6 separate regions of the Mus musculus genome follow, and regions 1, 2, 3, 4 and 5 are each linked to region 6. Evidence: chromatin contacts called from public promoter capture Hi-C data. All regions are on one chromosome and are shown on one strand. Each heading gives the region's core, a stretch centred on a gene start, on an enhancer-like site or on the middle of the called end of the contact. The rest is flanking DNA. Distances are from core to core; before and after follow the strand shown. Region 1 holds the start of Dhx36 (DEAH (Asp-Glu-Ala-His) box polypeptide 36). Region 2 holds the start of Arhgef26 (Rho guanine nucleotide exchange factor (GEF) 26). Region 3 holds the start of Kpna4 (karyopherin (importin) alpha 4). Region 4 holds the start of Rap2b (RAP2B, member of RAS oncogene family). Region 5 holds the start of Nmd3 (NMD3 ribosome export adaptor). Region 6 holds the start of Ccnl1 (cyclin L1).

Region 1 (3,286 bases), core at 280-2,779, 3.5 Mb before region 6:
ACTTAAGGAATCACGTTTTAAGAGACCACAATGGGACTGGGGTGGGCGGCTATAATTCAAATAACAAGTTAAGAGGTCTGACCCATACTTGCTGCAGAGATAAGCAAGAAAGCAGAGCAAACAGATTTCCCAAAATGAAAAGAGAAAAATCAATGCTCACTTCCACATGGCAGGTGAATAAACAACACTGGCATTTGCTAAAGTGGAAGTTTGGGGATGGGACTGGGATCAAGGGGTCAACTAATAAAAAAAGCCTAGCCCTGAGGTGTGCACATATGAAATCCCAGCACTGGGAATGAAAAGAGGACTAGGAGTACAAGGTCAGCCTGCACTATGTAGCATCAATATCCAGGGCACAAGTTACGTGTGTCCTGTGTATATCTGGAAAGATCCGCTTATTGAACTTATTTGTTTAGGTATTTCTTTCCCCCTATTAGAATGCAAAGGTCTTTAGCATTCAAAAAAGCATGTATGAAACAGTGTCCAAACACTTAAAGATTCTGCGCAATGATGGAGTTACTTAGACCAGGTCACTCAAAAACCATTATGTTTGCTGGGTTGGTGGTGCACACCTCTAATCTCGGAGGTAGGTGGATCTCTGTGTGTTCAGGGCCAACCTGATTTACAGAGCAGGTTCAGAACAGCCAAGGCTACACAAACCCTGTCTCAGGTAAAACAAAACAAAACAAAACAAAACAAAACAAAACAGACAACAAAAACACGATGCTTCCTATACTACAGGTCTTCAAGATACAAACCAAACTGACAATTTCCTGATGAAATTAGCCAAATACTTCTCTACAGCGTCTTCCTTTCAATAAGTCTTAAAAGAGGCGCTGCTAGTCAACAGAAAATTCAGAACAGAAAGGGAGAAAAAAAAAAAAAAAAAGACCAGCATATGACTCACTTTAATGCTAATACTATTACCTAAACTACTTTTTTCTCCAAGATCTACACACTTAAGACAGTGTTTTAATGCTTTTGTTGGCTGCTTCGGGGAAAAAACTTAAAGGTGACAGCAAGCATTCTAAATGATTGCATCCCCTAATAAGAGTCGGCTTGGCTAGAGTCTGAATTTAGCATTCACCCTCAGTTCAGTTCTCAAGTCCGTAAACAGAGCATGCATCGGCTGCAGCAGTGATGGCTTGGGATGGAGGCGCAACCCATCGGGTGACCCGTTACCCGGGGCTCGACAGAGGTTGCATCGAGCTCGAGCAAACGCCAGGGAGAGCAAACGCGTCCTGACGAGACCTCCATACCTCCTGCCTCTCAGCCTCCTTGTTCTTCTGCGTCTGCTTCTTGGCGTACCACAGGCCGATCTCGCGACCCTTAAGGTGTGCGGGATGCCGGCCCCGGCCGCCGCGGCCCCCTCCGCCGCCGCCCGAGCCCCGGCTCCCTCCGCCGCCGCCGCCGCTGGAGCCCTGGCCGGAGCCCCGTGGGCCCCCATCGCGGCTCCAGCTCTGATGATAGTCGTAGCTCATTGTCGGAGCCGACTAGCAGCTCTGCCAAAACTCAACCGCTGAAAATGGCGTCCGGGCCCGGAAGCGGGCGCACATTCCCCTCTGCTTTGCTTCCGGCGCCCAGCGCGAGAGGGCGGGACGTTGAGTGTCACAAGCAGACATTTCCGGTGACGTCACGGACGGCGCCAGCGGTGTGAGCCGCGGTTCGTGTTCTGGCCAGAAACTTAGCTCCTGGGTGGGCGTCCTTCGGATGGCGGGGAATTTAAACTAGCCTGAGAAAATGTGGAAATTTGAGTGAATTTTAATTACTTTGTTAAACCTAGAACTTATTTGCAAAGCCATGCAAATACATACCCAACAAAACCATCGACCATTGTGTACTCTGTCCTCAAAGACCAAAGAAGTTCTTATTTCTTAGAAAACGCCTGGCACCTCTTTCAGTCAAATATACGCACCCAAATACCTTCTTTAAAGACTCTCTAATACTAGGCTTGGAGAGACGGCTCAGCCGTTAAGAGCACTGACTGCTCCTCCTAGAAGTCATGAGTTCAATTCCTAGCAACCACATGGTTGCTCACAACCATCCATAATCAAATCCCATACCCTCTTTTGGTGTGTCTGAAAACAGCTATAGTAAACTCATATACATAAAATAAATAAATCTTAAAAAAAAAAAAAAACTTTAATCCTGGAACTTGGGTGTCAGCTCAATTGATAAGAGTGCTTGCCTGGCATGGTTTTAATCCCAAACAGTATAAACGGTGTTGTGGTGCAGGTATGCAATCTCAGCAAACAGCAGATGGAAGATGATAAATCAGAATTTGACCCTTAGCTGTATAATGAGTTTGAGGCTGTCATAGGTTACTTGTATCTAATCTGGCAGTTCCTCAGAAAATTAGAAATAGTTCTACCTGAAGACCCAACTATACCACTCTTGTGAATATATGAGAAGATGTCCTACCATACCACAAGGACATGTGCTCCACTATGTTCATAACAGCCTTATATGTAATTGCCAGAAGCTGGAAACAACCAAAGAATGGATACAGAAAATGTGGTTCATTTACTCAGTGGAATACTATTCAGCTATTAAAAATGAGGACATCATGAATTTTGCATGCAAATGAATGGAACAAGAAAATATCCTGATCATCGAAGTAATCCAGACCCAAATGGACATGCATGGTACGTACTCAATGATAAGTGGATATTAACTAAAAAAGTACAGAATACCTAGGATACAATCCACAGTACTTAAAGTTTAACAAGCAGAAAGGCTCAAATGAGGATGCTTCAATCCCACTTAGAAGGGGGAAGAAAATAATCATGGGGGCAGAGGGATGGAGGTAGCCGAATGGAAGGGGGAGGGGAAAATGAAACAGGATAAAGTATTGGGTGGGTGAGCAGGAGAGAAGCCCAGAGGGCCAGGAGAATGAATGGAAATAAGCAGCCAAGGGGATGGGAGGGGCGCGGGGGTCTCTAGAAAGTACTAAAGTACTAGAGACCGGGGAGGTGAGAGACTCTCAGGACTCAATGTGGGTGACCTTAGCCAAAATGCCCAAAAGTGAGGAGAGGGAACTTAAAGAGACTACTACCTCCAGTAGATAGACAGGGTCTCAAGAAGAGGGACTGGGTTACTAACCCACAGTTAAATTTTCTGACCCAGATTTGTTCCTGCCTAAAGGAACTGCAGGGACAAAAATGGATAAGAGACAAAAGGAAAGTCAGTCCAATGACCGTCCCAACTTGGGCTCCAAGCAACAAGGCCTGACACTATTTCTGATCTATGATGTGCTTACAGACAGGAGCCTGGCATGATTATCTTC
Region 2 (3,411 bases), core at 661-3,160, 3.6 Mb before region 6:
ACTGTGACAAAATCCTATGCCAAAAAAGCTAGTTGGGGAGGAAAAGGTTTATTTGGCTTATACTTCCATGTCACTGTTCATCACCAAGGGAAGCCAGGACAACAACTCAAACAGGGCAGTGTCCTGGAGTCAGGAGCTGATGCAGATGCAGAGGCTGCGGAGGGGTGCTGCTTCCCAGAACCACCAGTTCCAGGATGGCATTGCCCACAATGGGCTGGGCCTTCCCCCATCAATCATGAAGAAAATGCCTTTCTGCTGGACCTTACAGAGGCCTTTTCTCAATTAAGGTTCTCTCCATTCAGATAACTCTAGGTTGTATATTAAAGATGATATAAGACTAGCCAGCACAGCAACCAACTGACTACGCCTTAGATTTGAAAATATATAATAGATTAAATGGAGGCTAAAATACACAGTCTGTGTGCTTGCCAATTTTCCTTAGTTTGTTGTTTCGATGCTGTTTGGGGAGTAGGCTGTTGCTCAGGACGGAGGTGAGCAGACTGTGACTTCTTCATCACAAGTCACCACAGCTCAAGAACCCATGTGACCTACAGGGACATTAACTTCTCAGGCCATTCTCGAAGTCTTTAAACTTTGATCACAGACTGCACTCTGATCCACGTTAAACCTGCCACTTATAAATCTCCACAACTTTCTGAAGTTAAATTTATTATATAAAACTAATATTATTGATATGAAAATCCCCTACAGCAAGGCTCCATAGATGAACATAGAATCCACTTATTTCCGTATGAAATTGTTAGTAAATCTTCTCAAAAATGATTTCGATATACATTTTGATTCCATTTGTTCGAGTTCAAAAAAGTTTCTGAGATCAAAGACCTTCACTGTGTCACTTTGGTAATTATAGAAAAACATAAAGAACCACCCTTCCTTTTGCCACCCAAAGCAGAAAGAAGCATGGCTTTAAACAGTGGGCACTCACATGAACTTTGAACACTTGGAGCCTGCCCTGTGTCTTGCTAACAACCAATTCTACAGATCTCATCAACCAAAATCATGTCTTCTCAGGTCGTACATACCTGGAATTTCACCAAGACATAGCCAACTTGGCAACCAACATCTAAAAGATATCACTGGCCCAGTTCATTTCTCTTATTCATCTACTTCCAAACTCCACAGATATTTATCACTTACTGTGTGCATGAGTCACAAATATAACCCCTGCCCTCTTCAAAACTACAATGCAAAGGCAGAATAGATTAAGCACTAATACACAGACATATAACTAAGCATTCAGATTTACAAATTTCGGTTAATGTGAAAAAGAAAGAGATCAGGTGGTTGGGGAAATCGGGGGTAATTCCAATGAAGTGACAAACCAGAAGGCCAAGAAATAAACTTGAAGGCTCTAAGACTGTGGACTTGGCTTGACTAGATAAAGCTAGTGAAAAAAGACTAGATTGAAGGGGTAGGCCCAGCCTCTTAATCTCTAATAAGGATTTGGAATTTACTTCTTGTTCGATATTTTATTCTACATACAGATTTTCAATTTATATTGTACACAACTACACACTAATAAATATTTTGTATTTTGTTTACTTTTACTGTGTGACTTTCAAACATACAGGGCACAAAGATTAGGACATTAGGACATGTAGAGTCATAGTCCACCTGGCCTCTCAGTCTCCTCTGAGTGCATACAAGCAAATCTGTCTGTAGTCCACACATTATTGCAAGCAGATGAGTGAGAGCCCGGAGTGAGGTTCAGTTTGACGCCCACAAGTGGCCCAGTGAAGTGTCGCAGCAGCACCAAGCTCCGAAGTGTTTCACCCTTCCAACCTTCCCCTCCAGGTCTAGGGATGATCAAGAAGCCCTTTCTCTGCTCTCACGACCATTCCCACGCAGTGTTCAGATCTGCGACCGCGCCCTCCAGCTGGCCCGTAGGGCGGCCGCCCGCGCTCCTGCATTCTTGCACTCAGGGTCTGGACAGGCAGCTCAGGTGTGCGCGTCCCGTTTACAATCACTGAGCGCACTCCGGGAAGGCAGGGGCGGGAACTCCTGGGCGCCTCGGTGCGAGCTTCCCCGGCGTGCTGGGGCGGGGCGTAGCGCGGGGGCGGGGCCGGCGCCGCGGGCCTCTGCTGTCCCAGGCTGAGCGGTTGTCTCCGCGCTTTAGTAAGGACCCAGGCCACCCTCGGGGACAGGGAGTACTCCTTGGTCTGTGCCCCGGAAGGGTGAGCGCGCTGGAGACCGCATACCGGGGACCGGGTGGACTGGCGCGGGGCGGGCGGCTAGATGGAGACGCGGGGGAGCGTCCCACGGCGAGCTGTCCCAGCCAGCTGAACTCTTTCCAAGGGTCCTGCGGTGGCGGCGAGCTCTCTAGGTGCCGGCGGGCTTGGGGGGCGGGAAGGACGCAGAGGAGACGGGATTCATCTGATCAACTGCGGCTCGGATCTCAGTCCTCGGTCGGGAAGCTTGGCGGGAGACGCTGTGCCCGAGAAAGGGCGGGTAAGTGCGGCGCTGCCGAGTCCCGCGCGACACCCGTGTGACCGCCGGGCTGGAACCCGGTTAGGCTCCCAGACAAGACTAGTTGTCCGGAGGCAAAGTTCCTTTCTCTTAGGCAACCTGAGCAGCTTTCCTCCTCTCGGGGCTGGCTCAAAGGCCCCGCTATGGACGGCGAAAGCGAGGTGGATTTTTCCAGCAACGGCGTCACCCCTTTGTGGCGGAGACGGTCCACCCCTCCGCTCCAGTTGCTCAGCCGGAGCAAGCCGCGGCCACAGTCGTACCAGAGCCCCAGCGGGCTGCTGATCACCGACTTCCCTGTGGAGGAGCTGGCTGCCCTTCCCACGCCGCAGACTCCGGTCCGCGTACCCGCCGACCCGGACGACAGGACGGTGTCCAGGAGCCCCCAGCTTCTGAGCGCGCATCGGAGGCCGGTGACCAATGGTCGCACGGTGTCCCCGGACTACAGAGCTGCTTCTCCTCGACTCCGACGGCCCAAGTCACCCCTGGTTTCTTACGCGGCGTCGGGCGGCTCCCCGAAGTCCACTTCTAATGGCACCGTGGCCTCGCCCGCGGCGCTGTTGTCGCGCGCCTCCCGGACTCCGGACACCCCGGCCTCTTGCGCCACCGATGAGGACTGCACCGGGGTGACTGCCAGTAAGGTATCTTCGCCCATTGCCAATGGCCTTGCCCATAAAACCGACTCATCTGGCCCAGTATCACAAACTGGTCAGCCAGCTGGGGACTTGGAGCTGGCCCCCTCGAGACTCTCTCCTGCTCTCCCACACAAGTCTTCAGAACAAAAACTGCCACTCCAAAGGCTGCCCTCCCAAGGGAATGAGCTCCCAAACCCTTCCGTGGTTTTGAGTACCAACAGCCCGGCGGCCCTCAAGATGGGAAAGCAGCAGATTATCCCAAAAAGCCTTGCCTCTGAAATTAAACTGAGTA
Region 3 (3,065 bases), core at 445-2,944, 3.2 Mb after region 6:
ACTTCCAAAGGATGGGCTCCCTGGCCACAGGGCACACACATGATGCACATACACACACATCCAGACAAAACACCCCTATACACAAATCTAAAAAAAAATTTTTTTTTTTAAATTTCTTCCACTATAAAAAATGATCACAAAGATAAGCATCCTTAACTTTCAAACAATCTCTAAATAGCAACACACACCCTGGGACATACAGTTCTTCTAACGACTGCAATAAGCTAAAAGAGGATAAACTACATTAAAAGACTGACTGGCATTGGGAAAAGTCAACAAAAGTTGCCATCTCTATCCCGAAAATGCTCAAATTCAGGAACCGACCACAGCAGTCTGAAGAAGTTACCAGAACATAAAAGGGGATAAGAAGCTAAAAGCTTGACTTTTTTTTTAAATTCCCTATATTAAAAAAAAAAGTCACAATGGAAAGAAACTGTGTGCTTAATACATCGAACCTTGGAAGCAACTGTGTCTATGACAACGAAGCCTTCTTCCCCCCTTTAAAATAATACGTGATGGTGTCAGTCCATAGCCTACCGGATTCCTCACTGCCACCACCACCAGGAGGTGGAGAGAAAGGATACCGAGAAGACTAGGGGATGACAGCTTTGTATAACCCTTTGGACTTTTCTATGTAAGAATGCAAACTGGTGGTCTCTTCTCAGAGAGGAGTAAAAAGATCTGTGGACAAGCTCAAATAAGGCGGTGGAGGCAGGTGATCTTTTGACTGGAAAGGGACACATCGTGAGCCACATCTTTGAATCAGCTAGGACCAAACTGAAACCCAGGCCGCTGGAAGGCACTGCTTAGCATCACCAGGACCGCCTCTCGCGGCGGGGGTGGCTTTTTTTTCTTTCTTTCTTTCTTTCTTTCTTTCTTTTTCTCCAGCGGAGAAGTTGACTCCTGTAGTTTGGACATTGAAGTAAAACCAGAGTCGGGGCGATTAGGAAAACCTGCATGTGGAGGCGTCTCGGGCCCGGAGAAGTTCCGAGGTCGCCGCTCGCTCCCCCATCGCCCTCCACCCGCGACGCTTGGCGTCGGGGGCTCGAGCAGAGCCTGAGCTTCCGCCGCTGCGGGGCCTCCGCCGCGGCTGATATGCCCGCCGCCCTCACCCGTGTCTGGCCGGCTCGACAGGACAGGCCTAGGCCGCACCCGGCGGGCCCCGGCGCTGTCGCCGGCGGAGGCGGAGCAGGCCCGGCACAAACTTCCCGGCGCGGCGCCCGCGTCACGGCCGCTCGCCCGCCCGCCCAGCGCCATGCCGGCCGCCGCGCCCGCCCGACTCCGTACGCACCCCGCGTCCCGCCGGGGGCCGGAGGCCGCGGACCCCACTGTACCTCCAAGTCACGGCCTTTGTTCTTAAAATTCTTGAGCCGTTGGTTGTCCAATTTCTCGTTGTCCGCCATGGCCGGGCCGGCGACTCTCCCCACCCGCCCGGGCCCCGCGGGATCCGCCCCAACCACCGCGCCGCACAGACGCTCCCAGGAAGCCGGCCGCCGCCTGCGTCGCCCGCCCGTCCGCTCGCTTCCTCTCGCCCGCCGGGCCTCCGCTTCCTGGCTGGCCTCTCCTGCCCTGAGCTCGGGTACCACAGCAGCTCTGGCGAAGACGACTGCGGGGCCAGCGGCGGCGGCGGCAACGGCGGCGGAATGTGCTGCCGGCTGAGAGGGGGAGGCAGCCTCGATCTGAGGGCCCGGCTTTACGGCCACGCCCATCGCCGCCAACCCGGTCCGCCGATTGGCCGGCCGGGCTCCGGAGTGCTTAGCCAATCAAAAGGGACGATGGAGAGCGGGGGACGGAAGAGCGAAAGGAAAGGGGAAGGGAGAGTCTGGGGCAGGAAAGGGACGGGGCGCAGGAGCTTGGGAGGGGAGGGGTCACGCGCGGAGGGAGAAACCCGAGGCAGCCGAAGAGCAGCAGATCCGGGAGCGGGCGGGGATGGGCAGGGTGTAGTGGTCCTGGTTATGGTGGGATGATTCCCGGGGTGGCTTTAGATGTTGGGGTTCTGAACTTCGTTCTTTTCTCCCCCGGTGTTACTTGAGCGCTTCATTCACTTTGGAAGGCAAAGAGGTGTGTCTAAGCTACATGTGAAGTCCTAAACCCTGAGTCCTGTTCTGGGAACTGCGAACCAACCTAGGACCCGGCATCGTGGCTAGGACTGACTACGGTGATGTGCATTCTGAAAACTGAAGGGAAAGCTAGAGGGACCCGGTAGGAAAAGGAAGGTAGAAGGTTCGCAACAGGTAGAAACTTGAGAAAAATTGGTCCTTCCCTAATACCCCCATTTTGAGCAGTTTCTCTTGGGAAATTAAACTGCTTGATCACAAAGTATTAATTTATAGAGAATGACGACTATGAGCCATGACATAGCAAATGCAACATTGTGACTCTTGATAAAGGAAGTTAATCCCAAAGAAACCTCTTAACCAGGAACATTGTAACCAAAGGCGGATGTAAAACAGGTACAAAAGAGCCTCTCAAATTTTTCAGAATCGCTCCGGGCCGGTGACTCGGTTTGTAATCGTAGCTACTGGGCAAGAGGAGGAGCTGTTAAAGTAGCCCAAGAGCAAGGCCAGCCAGAGCAAGAGTCCAAAGCCACTTCGAGCAGTTTAGTGACACTTCCCCTCTTCTCTTGCGGGTTCATCTCAAGATAAATTAATAATAATAATAATAATAATAATAATAATAATAATAGAAATACAACTCATTGGAAGAAGCTAATTATGCTGGAGGCCCTAGGCTCAGAAAAGAGAGTGAGGACATGTTTTCAAAACTATATTTAAGCTGAGCATAGTGATCCACACGTTAAATCTAGCAAAGGCAGGTGGAGATGAGTTTGAGGCCAGCTGAGCTACATCATAATACCCTGTCTAAAAACAAACAAATGTGTGTGTTCATTTATCAATTATTAGTTCCCCAAATTGTGTGGTTTTTGTGAAGCAGTGGCAGTTCAGAGTCAGAAGGAAGAGGAAAGCTAAATGTGTCTGAACTTGGCAAAAAACTCTATTACAAAACCCTTTGGGAACATTTGGCTTCTGGTTCTTTCTGGTATATTTTGTTTGGGCAGAACCACA
Region 4 (3,149 bases), core at 229-2,728, 4.6 Mb before region 6:
GGAGCAGGTTCACTCCCAAATGGAGCCCTAAGTACCGCTGTGACTTGGAACCAAAAGCAACACTGCTCGGTTCTTCCTTCCGTGAGGACGTTTAAAGCAGAGGCTAGTGGCAGGGGGATAGCAAGCCTGGCTACTTAACCCTGGTTGACTCGACACAAAGCCGATCCCCACCCCTCTGTGCCCCCGGGCTCCCGCTGCCAGTGCAGTACACAGACAGGTCTCGACATCTCTCCTAGCAAGGATCTAGAGAGACTCGGGACAAGTCCAGGCGTCACCTCACATCGCCGTGCAACTGAGCGGAGCCAAGTCTTGAGACTGCCCTCCCCACCAAACAGAGCTTTGGGAAGAGGCAAGCCCGGGCAGCCCCACCTCCCCTGATGCCACGAACTTGCGGTGGCTCATTGCTCATCCCAGCCTTCTTCCTGCTAAGATCAAGTTAGGAACTTCAGGGTTTCTTAAAGACGGGGAGCAGCAATGAGCTCTAGTTGCTCTCTTTAAGGGACGGTCGTGACTGGGCTTAAAGAAGTCAGACTCCCTCCTGAACACCAACAAAGGACTATATTTAGTTTGGAGCACTCCACCTAAATTCCTTCTTTTCCCCTCTCAGCTTCAGATGCACAGGCCCGGGCAGTGGGTGGAAGGGGGCGGGGAGCAGTGGAGAAGGAACAGCTGGGCCTCCGCCTCTCCACTCAATCTCTATAAATAACCAATCCTGAGCGGAGGCGACTTTGCAGCCAATGAAGCTGTCTAAAGCGACAAAACCTCAGCAACAGCCAATGGAAAAACATTTGGGGGTGTGAGACTCACATCCTGGGGCCAATGAGTTGGGAGTCTGGGAGAGGTAATTTGAGCTGGCGTGTGGGTGTGCGGTGCGAAACCTTCCTACTTGCAAGCCCCAAACCTGCTCCTCCGACTGAGCATGCCCTGACTCGGTGCGGGAGCCACGGGGCTCGATCCACAAGCCATATTTTGGCTCTAACCAAAGGGGTGTTGGGGAGGGGGGAGACGTAGGATGACCCCGCAACTCTTGCCCTGAAGGCTGCAGCTCTCCACAGATTCCCAGCCCTAACTCCTTGTCCGGACAGGGACTCAGGTCGAGTTCTTCGTGGGAAACTGAGGAACACCGGGCCAAGTGGGAGCACGAACCTCTGCTACCTTCCGGGGCCTGAAAAATGCCCTGCAAGTGTACGATCCTGAGAGGCGCGCAGCAGCCTGAGTTCGGGGACAAGTGTCTATCCTTTAACAGCGCAAGCCGACGAAGAGGTCGCAGCCAGCTGCTGCCTGCTGTCCCCATAGGAGGCCGGCAGCCGCACAGCCCCGACCGAGGTGACTTCGGTTTGGCGAGCTTTCCACTTACAAGCACACACAAGCAAGACTGCCCAGTTCCAAGATTCGCGCCGCCCCGCCCTGCCCCGCCCAGCCCCTGTTTGCCACACCCTCTGTCACGCCCCCTCCCGATGCGGCGGAAAAGCTGGAGCGGAGTTCGGGCGGGGCACCGCGGGCGACGTACTGGGCATGCTCGGCTGGGCGGGGAGGGCTGGGCTGCGCGCGGCGAGTAGGAAGCCCTCGCCCAGCGGAGGCTGCGGGAGACAGAGGAGAGAGAGTGATGGGTCGCGGAGCTGGACGCACGTTCCGCGGGGACTCATGCCACGCGTGTCTCAGCCGGACGCCCAATTAGCAGCCGCCTCTGCAACCAGCCGCCACCTCCTCCCGGCCCTCCCAGGCTGCCGGGGCGAAGAGCTCCAGCCGTTGTCTTGCTCCGGCTGCGCGCATTGTCCTCAGGGTCCTCCGACAGGGCTGCTGCGGGGCCCGGGACCCGCGCCCTAGGGACGCGCCCCCGCTGCCGGTCGGCCTGGCGCGGGGCTCTGCTAGTCTGTTGGCGAGCCCGTGCTACCGGGCTAGTCTCGCCGGGGTTTTTCCTGCGAAGTTGAGGAAGGGGAGAAGTCCACCCGTCCGCCCAGCCCAGCCTTCCCCGGCGCGCAGCCCCGACGGGGCCGCGGCAGGCGCGACGAGGGCGCCGACGGAGCCATGAGAGAGTACAAAGTGGTGGTACTGGGCTCGGGCGGCGTGGGCAAGTCCGCGCTCACCGTGCAGTTCGTAACAGGTTCCTTCATCGAGAAGTACGACCCGACCATCGAGGACTTTTACCGCAAGGAGATCGAGGTGGACTCGTCGCCGTCGGTGCTGGAGATCTTGGACACCGCGGGCACGGAGCAGTTCGCCTCAATGCGGGACCTGTACATCAAGAATGGCCAGGGCTTCATTCTCGTCTACAGCCTGGTCAACCAGCAGAGCTTCCAGGACATCAAGCCCATGCGGGACCAGATCATCCGCGTGAAGCGGTACGAGCGCGTACCCATGATCCTGGTAGGCAACAAGGTGGACTTGGAGGGTGAACGTGAGGTCTCCTATGGCGAGGGTAAGGCCCTGGCCGAGGAGTGGAGCTGCCCCTTCATGGAGACATCGGCCAAAAACAAAGCCTCAGTGGATGAGCTATTCGCAGAGATCGTGAGGCAGATGAACTACGCGGCACAGCCCAACGGCGACGAGGGCTGCTGCTCGGCCTGCGTGATCCTGTGAGGCGCCGTCTGCCGCCGGGCGCTGGCCACGCTCTGTGCACAAAGCCAAACGCACCCGATTCTCTTAATGTGATTGTCTTCTTGCTTTGAGATTGGAGACGACTTTGTTGTCTTGGCTGGGATGTCCGAGGAACCTGGCTGACTTGTGTAGCCAGCATCCCCAGCCTTCAGCCAGGGTCTGAGAGGGTGTACGTTGCAGAGCATCTGAGACCCCGGTGGAAAAATGGCTCTATACAGCGTGTACGTTCCTCGTTGATTTTGGTTCATGCATATTTCCCCGTTTAAATAGCCATTAAGGCTCTGTATTGGCTGCTTGACACCGGCAAGCAAAAGTTTCAAACCTGAAAAAAAAAAAATGGGGGTGGCGAAGCAGAGGAAGTGAAGGGGAAGGAGGCAGTGGGGGAGGGTTCCCCTGAGCAACTGTTCATAGTTCCAAGTTTTAACACAAGGAAAGAGGTCCAAGAAAATCATATGAAGGAGCCAGAAGAGGGGACGAAACTTTTTTTCCTTGTTTTCCAGGATTATTTAGAAATTAAGACCAGGGGTTCCTTTTCTGCCAGCTTGGAAGGG
Region 5 (3,416 bases), core at 163-2,662, 3.8 Mb after region 6:
ATTCAAAGATGATAATACGGATGCTGGGTACTGAACTCTAGTGTTTTGCAAGAATAATAGTATGGACTACTGAGCCATCTCTTCAGACCACTTTCCCCTCTTTATGCAGGTGCTGGGTATCCAACTCAGATCCTCGAGCCTGCATGGCAAGCACCTTACTGACTCAGCCATCTCCCCAGCCTCCAACGCTAAGGCTTCTATTGGAGTTCTTAGGACTCTCATGTATAGAATCATAGCATCTGCAAATAAGAATATTTTGGTTTCTCCCTTTCTTATTTGTATTCCCTTTATTATTTCCCTTGTCTTACAGCCCTAGCTAAAAACTTCCAACACTCTATTAAAAGTGGAGAACATAAACACCCTTGTCTGTTTTAGTAGAAATTAGGCATATCTTTAAAAAACAAGTAACTAAAGTTTATACTGTAGTTACATTTCCATGTTCATTATAAATGTCTTATAAAACACAGATGATTGTGTGGAGCTGGAAAGGTGGTGGCTCAGCAGTTAAGAACATCTGCTACTCTCTCCCAGGACCAGAAGAGCTTGGTTCTCAGCCTCTGTGTTGGGCAGTTTCAAACCACCTGTAACTCCAGCTCCGGGGCGTCTGACACCTCTTCGGACCTTAGAAATGCTAGGGTCTTCCTTTTGACATCAGTTTCGGTTACAGTTGCGGATTTACCTGTTTTCATCTATTTTGTGGATCCACTTCTGAGAAAAATATGTTTCAGATGATTTCTTTAAGAATAATACTTTTCTTTAATGAAAAACATTTTATATTTTCTGCTTACTATTAAAAGTACAGTGTTTGCAATATAATAGAGAGTTTTCAGTTTTTCTTTCTTTTCTTTTTCTTTTTGCATCAACTGTTTAGTAAACAGCGATTCGATACTCTTAAGTTGTCCATGGTGATATTTACAGTGGCCATGTTTCTTTAGAAAGATCCATGTATTTTATGTATTTGAGTGTTTGGCCCGCATGAATATATATGCACCAAGTTTGTGGTTGGTGGCCTCAGAGTTAAGAGGGCGGCAGATCCTCTCCAAATGGAACTCTAGACGTCAGTGAGCCCACCCTGTGAGTGCTGGGAATTGAACCCAGGTCCTTTGTAAGAACAACTGCTTTTAACTGCTGAGCCCTCTCCCCAGGAGCTGAGAAGTGCATTTTAAAGATACGGGGGCGGGTGGAACGGTGAGCCTATCACAGACACCAAACTGTTGTAATCACTGTCCCGAGCCTGCTCAGCTCGCCCGGTCTCCCGTATCCCCACCCACTCACTCCATAGGCCCCGCCCCTTGCTACACGTGTATTCTTTGACCCCGCCCACCCGTCCCCTTCTCCCGCACCCTTCAGCACGCGGGATTTCCGGTTCTCCTATCGCGAGATCTTCGTAGGTGTGTAGCGCGGCTGAGGTAGCCGGTAGTGCGTCCTGGCCGGCGGGTTGCCCGCTGTGGGTGTATTTCGCCCTGTCACGGAGCTGCTGGTAGGTTCTGGGTGGGAGACCCGGCTCCTGCGCCAACAGCGGCCAGACGAGGGAGCGAGCCGGGCCCTGTACCCGGGCTGCGAGCGGCCCGCACGGGCGCCGGGGCGTGGGTGTGGGGCCGAGGCCGGCCGCATGCGGAGCCGCGGCGCGGAGGAGGGCGGAAGGGCCGTGCTGGGCGGCGGCTCGCGACCCCCGGGCTTGTGTGCCGCACGCATGGCTGTCCCCGAACTCAGGAGACTCGACCTGATGGATCCAAGTCTCACCGGTCCTTCCCTCCCCTTGATAGGTCGCGCGCGAACCATGGAGTACATGGCAGAGTCCATTGAGCACAGCCCGGGACACATGTGAGTTGCGAGCCCGCCCTGATCGATCCCTTGGCGTCTGCAGATCGTAAAATACCGAGAAAACGGTTAACGCTAGCAGGAGAGGTCCTTTTCTCGGTGGGAGAAAACGGTTGGGTCTTGATCGCATAGGAAGTCTACCCCATTTTAAGTCCGGTGTAGAAAAAAATGAGTGCTTTGAGAAGACGTCCTCCTAGAGGGGCACGAGTGGACGTGTACGGTTGTCACCCGGCTCCTCTGTCGTGCTAGCCACATGGTATGCGGTGCTCACGTGCAGCTAGTGGCCACCACTGGAAGATTATCTTAGTTTTCTTTGGGCAGCCGTGGGCCACGGTGGCGGAGGTTCACAGACTTTTTCTGCTGTTTCGTTGAAATCTTACTTTCGATGGAGCCAGTCCTGTTAGATTGGCCCTGGAATTCACTCTGTAGCCACGGCTGACCTTGAGAGCCTTGTCCCTTCAGCCTTAGCCTCCCAAGTGCTGCGATTATGTCAGGCCTGCTTCACAAAATTTTTCTGCCTCCAGTACACTATAGAGTTATACTCCTGTAGCTTAGAGCATCGGTAGGCATAGGTGCTCTTCTTGTCCTGTATTTTTGTCTATTTCTCCTTTTAAAAATTACTTTGTAACATAAAATACAGGGTTTCATTATATTTTCATGTATATAGGAGGGTCCGCATATTTAACATTGTACAGCGTTCATATTTACCCTACCATTGATCTTCCTTAACCCTCCTACCCCCTCACAGGTCCCTTTCCTTTCCTTAATAATCTCCTTTCTGTTTTCATGGAATACGTACATTTTCCTTTACTGTTCATTGTGGGTCCCTGTAAAGGGGGCCTGTTCGCATCTACGCATTGTAGATGCTCAGAACAAAGGGGGCACCCACTAGCCGAGTCAGATGCAAGAGAAACGAGAAACGGATCTTACATATATTGTTTGTTTCTCTTTGTTGTTTATTTTTGCTTTTGAGACAGTCTTACCATGTTAAGTCCTGCTTACCAGGAACTCATAGAGAGATCTGTCTGCCTCTGCCTCTGCCTCGCAAGTGCTGGGTAAAGGTCTGCACCATCACACTTGGCTGTCTTTTGTTTATATTGTTGAATTTATGTGCACATTAGTGTTTGCTATTGTTGTTAGACTATTTGCATTGCTAATTTCTTTTTTTCTTAGTTTTCCAATTTTAAAGAAGAGATGAGGGACTAGGACATTTCTATCATTGCATGAAGTTCATTAGCATGACAAAGTCGCACAGTGCCCTCTTTAAGCATTTTCAGAATTATGGCCCTTTGATTTTTGCCGATGTTTCAGGATTCTTCTTCACTCTGTCTTTAAGATTGCCTTTTTCCCCTCTTCGAGACAGACTCTCATGAAGCTCTGGCTGGCGTGAGACTCACAGATCTGTGTGCCCTGCTTCCTGGTTGTTAAGACGAAAAAGATTTCCCCCCACACCCCACTTGTCTTTTAAAAACAAATCAACTTATTTTATTCGTGAGTGTATGTGTGTGTGCTAAGTGCATGTAAGAGGCCATGGACATCAGAAGAGTGGTAGACTCTCCTGGAACTAGAGTTACAGATGGTTGTGAGCTGCCTCT
Region 6 (3,292 bases), core at 674-3,173:
CCTTTGACTTCAAACTTTATCATCCTCCAGTCCTTTCAGATGCGGCATTATGCGATATATCGTAGTTCAATGTTGAGAAGTACTCTAACAAAAGCCAACCTCAATTGATGAAGAAACTGGGACTCCAAGCAGAAAAACGACCTACACGGAACTTTGCCACAACATTAACTTGAACTACAGGGCTTACATGTCCAGCCTTCAGTTTTCCAGAGAGGGGAGGGGAAACACAACTTACAGAATACACTCCCACTTGAGCCAACCGTACTCCCTTTCTTGTTTAATCTTAAGCCAAGGGACTGGCTTCACAGCACTCTAGAATTGTCCACAATGCAACTGTCTCTACAAACTTCAGATAGCTGGTTAATGGAGGGGATTTTAAAAGTTTCAATGTTCCTACGTGAATTTCAGCACCTAATGTCCGCTTTCTTTTGCATCCACACTGACTTGAGGGAGGGGAGAAGATGTTTTGACTGGATGATTGGTGCACAGTACAGCAAGAGATACTATGTTCAACAGGCCAATCTTACCTTTTTCCTCTTAACTGGCGGAGGTGGTGGAATACATTAATCACATCTCTTATTCTTCTTGGCGCTTCTTCGATTTTTGACGCAAGATTAATACAGGCCATAGCAACAATCTGAAAGAACCCAGGTAAAAATCCAAGTGAAGTTAAACTAGAAACAGTTTAACAAAGTCTAACAACCCTTATTTTGTTTTGTTTTTAGATAGGGCTTCTCTGTGTAGTCCTGGCTTCCAGGAACTCCATCTGTATGTACATCTGCCTGCCCAAGGATGTGGGTCACCAAGGACCGGCAAAGAACCCTCTTTAGGATACAACGGGCTTTTTAGCGAAATAAAATCGAAGCTGACATTTTTAGACCAGCTCTTACGTTTTATTGCTCAACTGCTCTTAATTTTGGGTCAGAATCAAGCTACCTCTTGCTAGAATTGTGCAATGGCTTGAAAACGTAGTTCTTGGTTAACAGAGCACGTGAACTGGGGATCCATTTTCTAGTTCTTGAAACATTGCTCTACGGGCCCCATTTCCTTCTGGGTGGGAACGAGGTACAAAGGCCTAAGCTAACCACTCCCTTTCTGGAAAAGCTGGTTCCTACCCCCTTCCTCCCCGCTTCCGGATGAAGAAATCCCTTCTTGTCCGCCTCCGCCGCGCTTACCTCGAAACTGTGTTTGACGAACGACTTGGAGTAGAAGAACCGATGGAACAGCACCTGCCCTGTAGCCATCGCCACCTGCAGACGAGAGAGGAGAACGGAAGCGCCGGGGTCAGGCGGGCCCGCACCAGGCGCCGCCGCCATTTTGTGCGGCCGCTCGCTTCCCTTCCCCCGCCCGGGCCGCGCGGCGCCGCCCGCCCCCGCATCCCCACCCTCGCCCGCCCGAGCTCCCGCCGCCGCCGCCGCCCGGCGCAGGCTCCGGAGAAACCTGGCCGCGGCGGAGAGGCCCGCAACCAGCCGGGGTTCTCACCTGCGGCAGCCGGAGGAGGATGCCGGCGGCCTGGATGAGCTCGCAGCCCAAGATGCGCAGATCCGTCTCGCTGGGCAGGTCCAGGCCGTCCTGCATGGACGGGGTAGGCGAGAGCCGCTCCTCCGGGATCAGCGAGTGGTCGATGGTGAGCGACACCTCCGAATACAGGCGGTCGCCGATCAGGATCCCTCCGGTCGTGGTCGTCGTCGTGGTGGTCGTGCCGGAGCTGGAGCCGCCCGCGCTCGGGGCGGCGGACGAGGCGGAGGCGGCAGCGGCGGCGGCGGCGGCAGCGGTCGAGGTCGGGTGAGGCCCGGACGCCATAGTTCCAGCGAGCTCCACGCACGCCCGACGCAGCCGGAACCCAAAGCGAGACTAACCAGCGTCCTCGGCGCGACGGATCTTCCCGTGACCGCCGGCTTCCAGGCCGCCGCACGCAGCGTGCGCTTCCGCCCTGACGTCACCACGCCGACACGCCCTACCCCACCCCACTCCACTCCCCGCGCGCGCCAACGAGTTCCTCCGCGCTTCGGTCGGTGACACCGGGCGGAGGGGTCCGGATGGGCAGGGCGGGGCAGGGTGCTGGCGGCTCAGGGGTGGTAATGGCTTTAGTCACCGGATAACCCGGACTCTGGCCTGGTGAGTCGGCCCCGATACCCCTGCACGGTCTGCGCGTTGGTGACAGTCCGGCGGTCGGCGACACCGGAGTGTAACAAAGTGACTCTGAACCGGGCAGCTTCCCAGTTTGAGCGCCTGGGGTTTCCGGAAAGCTCCGAGCGCGCGTGGGTGTCGGGGTGTAGCCTAGAAAGGCATGCCTAGCCCTGACCTCACTTCGCCGGGTTTACAGTAATCTGGAAAATCCCTAGTTCCAAAAATAGGTTTATGGCGAGGACAGTACACGGGCGATTTCATTGCGCTGGGGAGTCTCGTCTTAAAGAGATGGTTTTTGTCAGAGTGGAGAGAAAGTAACTATCCCTGTGTCAATGAAGAGAAAAACACAGCTCTCATCTTACATGGAGTTTGGAATAACCTAAATCTGTGTTCCGGGACCATGGTCAATCAAAATGGCTCCAGGATAACCCATCATTTATTCCCTTTAAGATGAGAGCTGTGGTTTTTTTGTTTTTTTCGAGACAGTTTCTCTGTATAGTTCTGGCTGTCCTGAAACTCACTTTGTAGACCAGGCTGGCCCTGAACTCAGAAATCCGCCTGTCTTTGTCTCCCGAGTGCTGGGATTAAAGGCGTGCGCCACCACCGCCTGGCTGAGAGCTGTGGTCTTTTTCCATCCATACTAAAAGTCCCAAAAGCTGAGGTCGACCGTGAAACAATTGATCCTTCTGCCTCTGGCCTCCCATGATCTTTTTATTCCAGCTTAATCCTCTGAGATGGCCTTTAGGGAGAAAGAAAAATCTCCTGACTCAGTACAAAGGGTTGGAATTGTTATTTTGTTAAAGCTTACTTTCTTGAAAAGTGTCTTAACCTTGGACCTATAGAGCGCACTGAAAATTTGGATACATCTTAGTCACCAAAGCAAGGTATTTTCACAGCTCATTTTTACAAAGTGTGTTGGGACGGGCACTCTGGAGACAAAGACAGGTGGATCTCTGATTAGAGGGTCAGACTGATTCCAAGCCAGTAAGAGCTATATAATATCTTCAAAATGAAACAAAACCTCTTCCAAACAAAAGCTATATAGAGCAGGAAGTGGTGGCACAAGCCTTTAATCCCAGTACTCAACTAAAGCCTCAAAAACAAAAATTTTATGATTGTGATAGCTTTTTGTCACTGACAGATTACCTAGAAAGTCCACAAT

What was found. Promoter capture Hi-C pulls out the DNA fragments that hold promoters and counts their contacts.
Region 1: a contact with region 6 is called in a promoter capture Hi-C map of pre-B cells, with 3 times the contacts expected there. The contact joins the promoter of Dhx36 here to the promoter of Ccnl1 in region 6. A contact is called at or near these places in 1 of 39 promoter capture datasets (pre-B cells) and 3 of 484 Hi-C or Micro-C datasets (CD4 T cells, Th1 cells and pro-B cells).
Region 2: a contact with region 6 is called in a promoter capture Hi-C map of liver, with 8 times the contacts expected there. The contact joins the promoter of Arhgef26 here to the promoter of Ccnl1 in region 6. A contact is called at or near these places in 2 of 39 promoter capture datasets (both in liver).
Region 3: a contact with region 6 is called in a promoter capture Hi-C map of pre-B cells. The contact joins the promoter of Kpna4 here to the promoter of Ccnl1 in region 6. A contact is called at or near these places in 2 of 39 promoter capture datasets (liver and pre-B cells) and 1 of 484 Hi-C or Micro-C datasets (LSK cells).
Region 4: a promoter capture Hi-C map of pre-B cells shows a contact between it and region 6. The contact joins the promoter of Rap2b here to the promoter of Ccnl1 in region 6.
Region 5: a contact with region 6 is called in a promoter capture Hi-C map of liver, with 3 times the contacts expected there. The contact joins the promoter of Nmd3 here to the promoter of Ccnl1 in region 6. A contact is called at or near these places in 3 of 39 promoter capture datasets (the HPC-7 cell line, liver and pre-B cells) and 2 of 484 Hi-C or Micro-C datasets (CD4 T cells and CD8 T cells).

Annotation. Positions count from the first base shown.
Region 1 is chr3:62,505,459-62,508,744 of GRCm38.p6, forward strand. Dhx36 (DEAH (Asp-Glu-Ala-His) box polypeptide 36) reads right to left here and starts at 1,530. Exons shown (of 25, transcript NM_028136.2): 1 at 1,260-1,530. The coding sequence starts at 1,481.
Region 2 is chr3:62,336,867-62,340,277 of GRCm38.p6, forward strand. It overlaps Arhgef26 (Rho guanine nucleotide exchange factor (GEF) 26), which reads left to right and starts at 1,911. Exons shown (of 14, transcript NM_001081295.1): 1 at 1,911-3,411. The coding sequence starts at 2,631.
Region 3 is chr3:69,125,398-69,128,462 of GRCm38.p6, forward strand. It overlaps Kpna4 (karyopherin (importin) alpha 4), which reads right to left and starts at 1,695. Exons shown (of 17, transcript NM_008467.4): 1 at 1,335-1,695. The coding sequence starts at 1,403.
Region 4 is chr3:61,363,029-61,366,177 of GRCm38.p6, forward strand. Rap2b (RAP2B, member of RAS oncogene family) reads left to right here and starts at 1,479. Exons shown (of 1, transcript NM_028712.4): 1 at 1,479-3,149. The coding sequence starts at 2,029. The coding sequence ends at 2,580.
Region 5 is chr3:69,720,643-69,724,058 of GRCm38.p6, forward strand. Nmd3 (NMD3 ribosome export adaptor) reads left to right here and starts at 1,413. Exons shown (of 16, transcript NM_133787.2): 1 at 1,413-1,480; 2 at 1,767-1,824. The coding sequence starts at 1,781.
Region 6 is chr3:65,956,326-65,959,617 of GRCm38.p6, forward strand. Ccnl1 (cyclin L1) reads right to left here and starts at 1,924. Exons shown (of 11, transcript NM_019937.4): 1 at 1,483-1,924; 2 at 1,176-1,250; 3 at 528-637. The coding sequence starts at 1,803.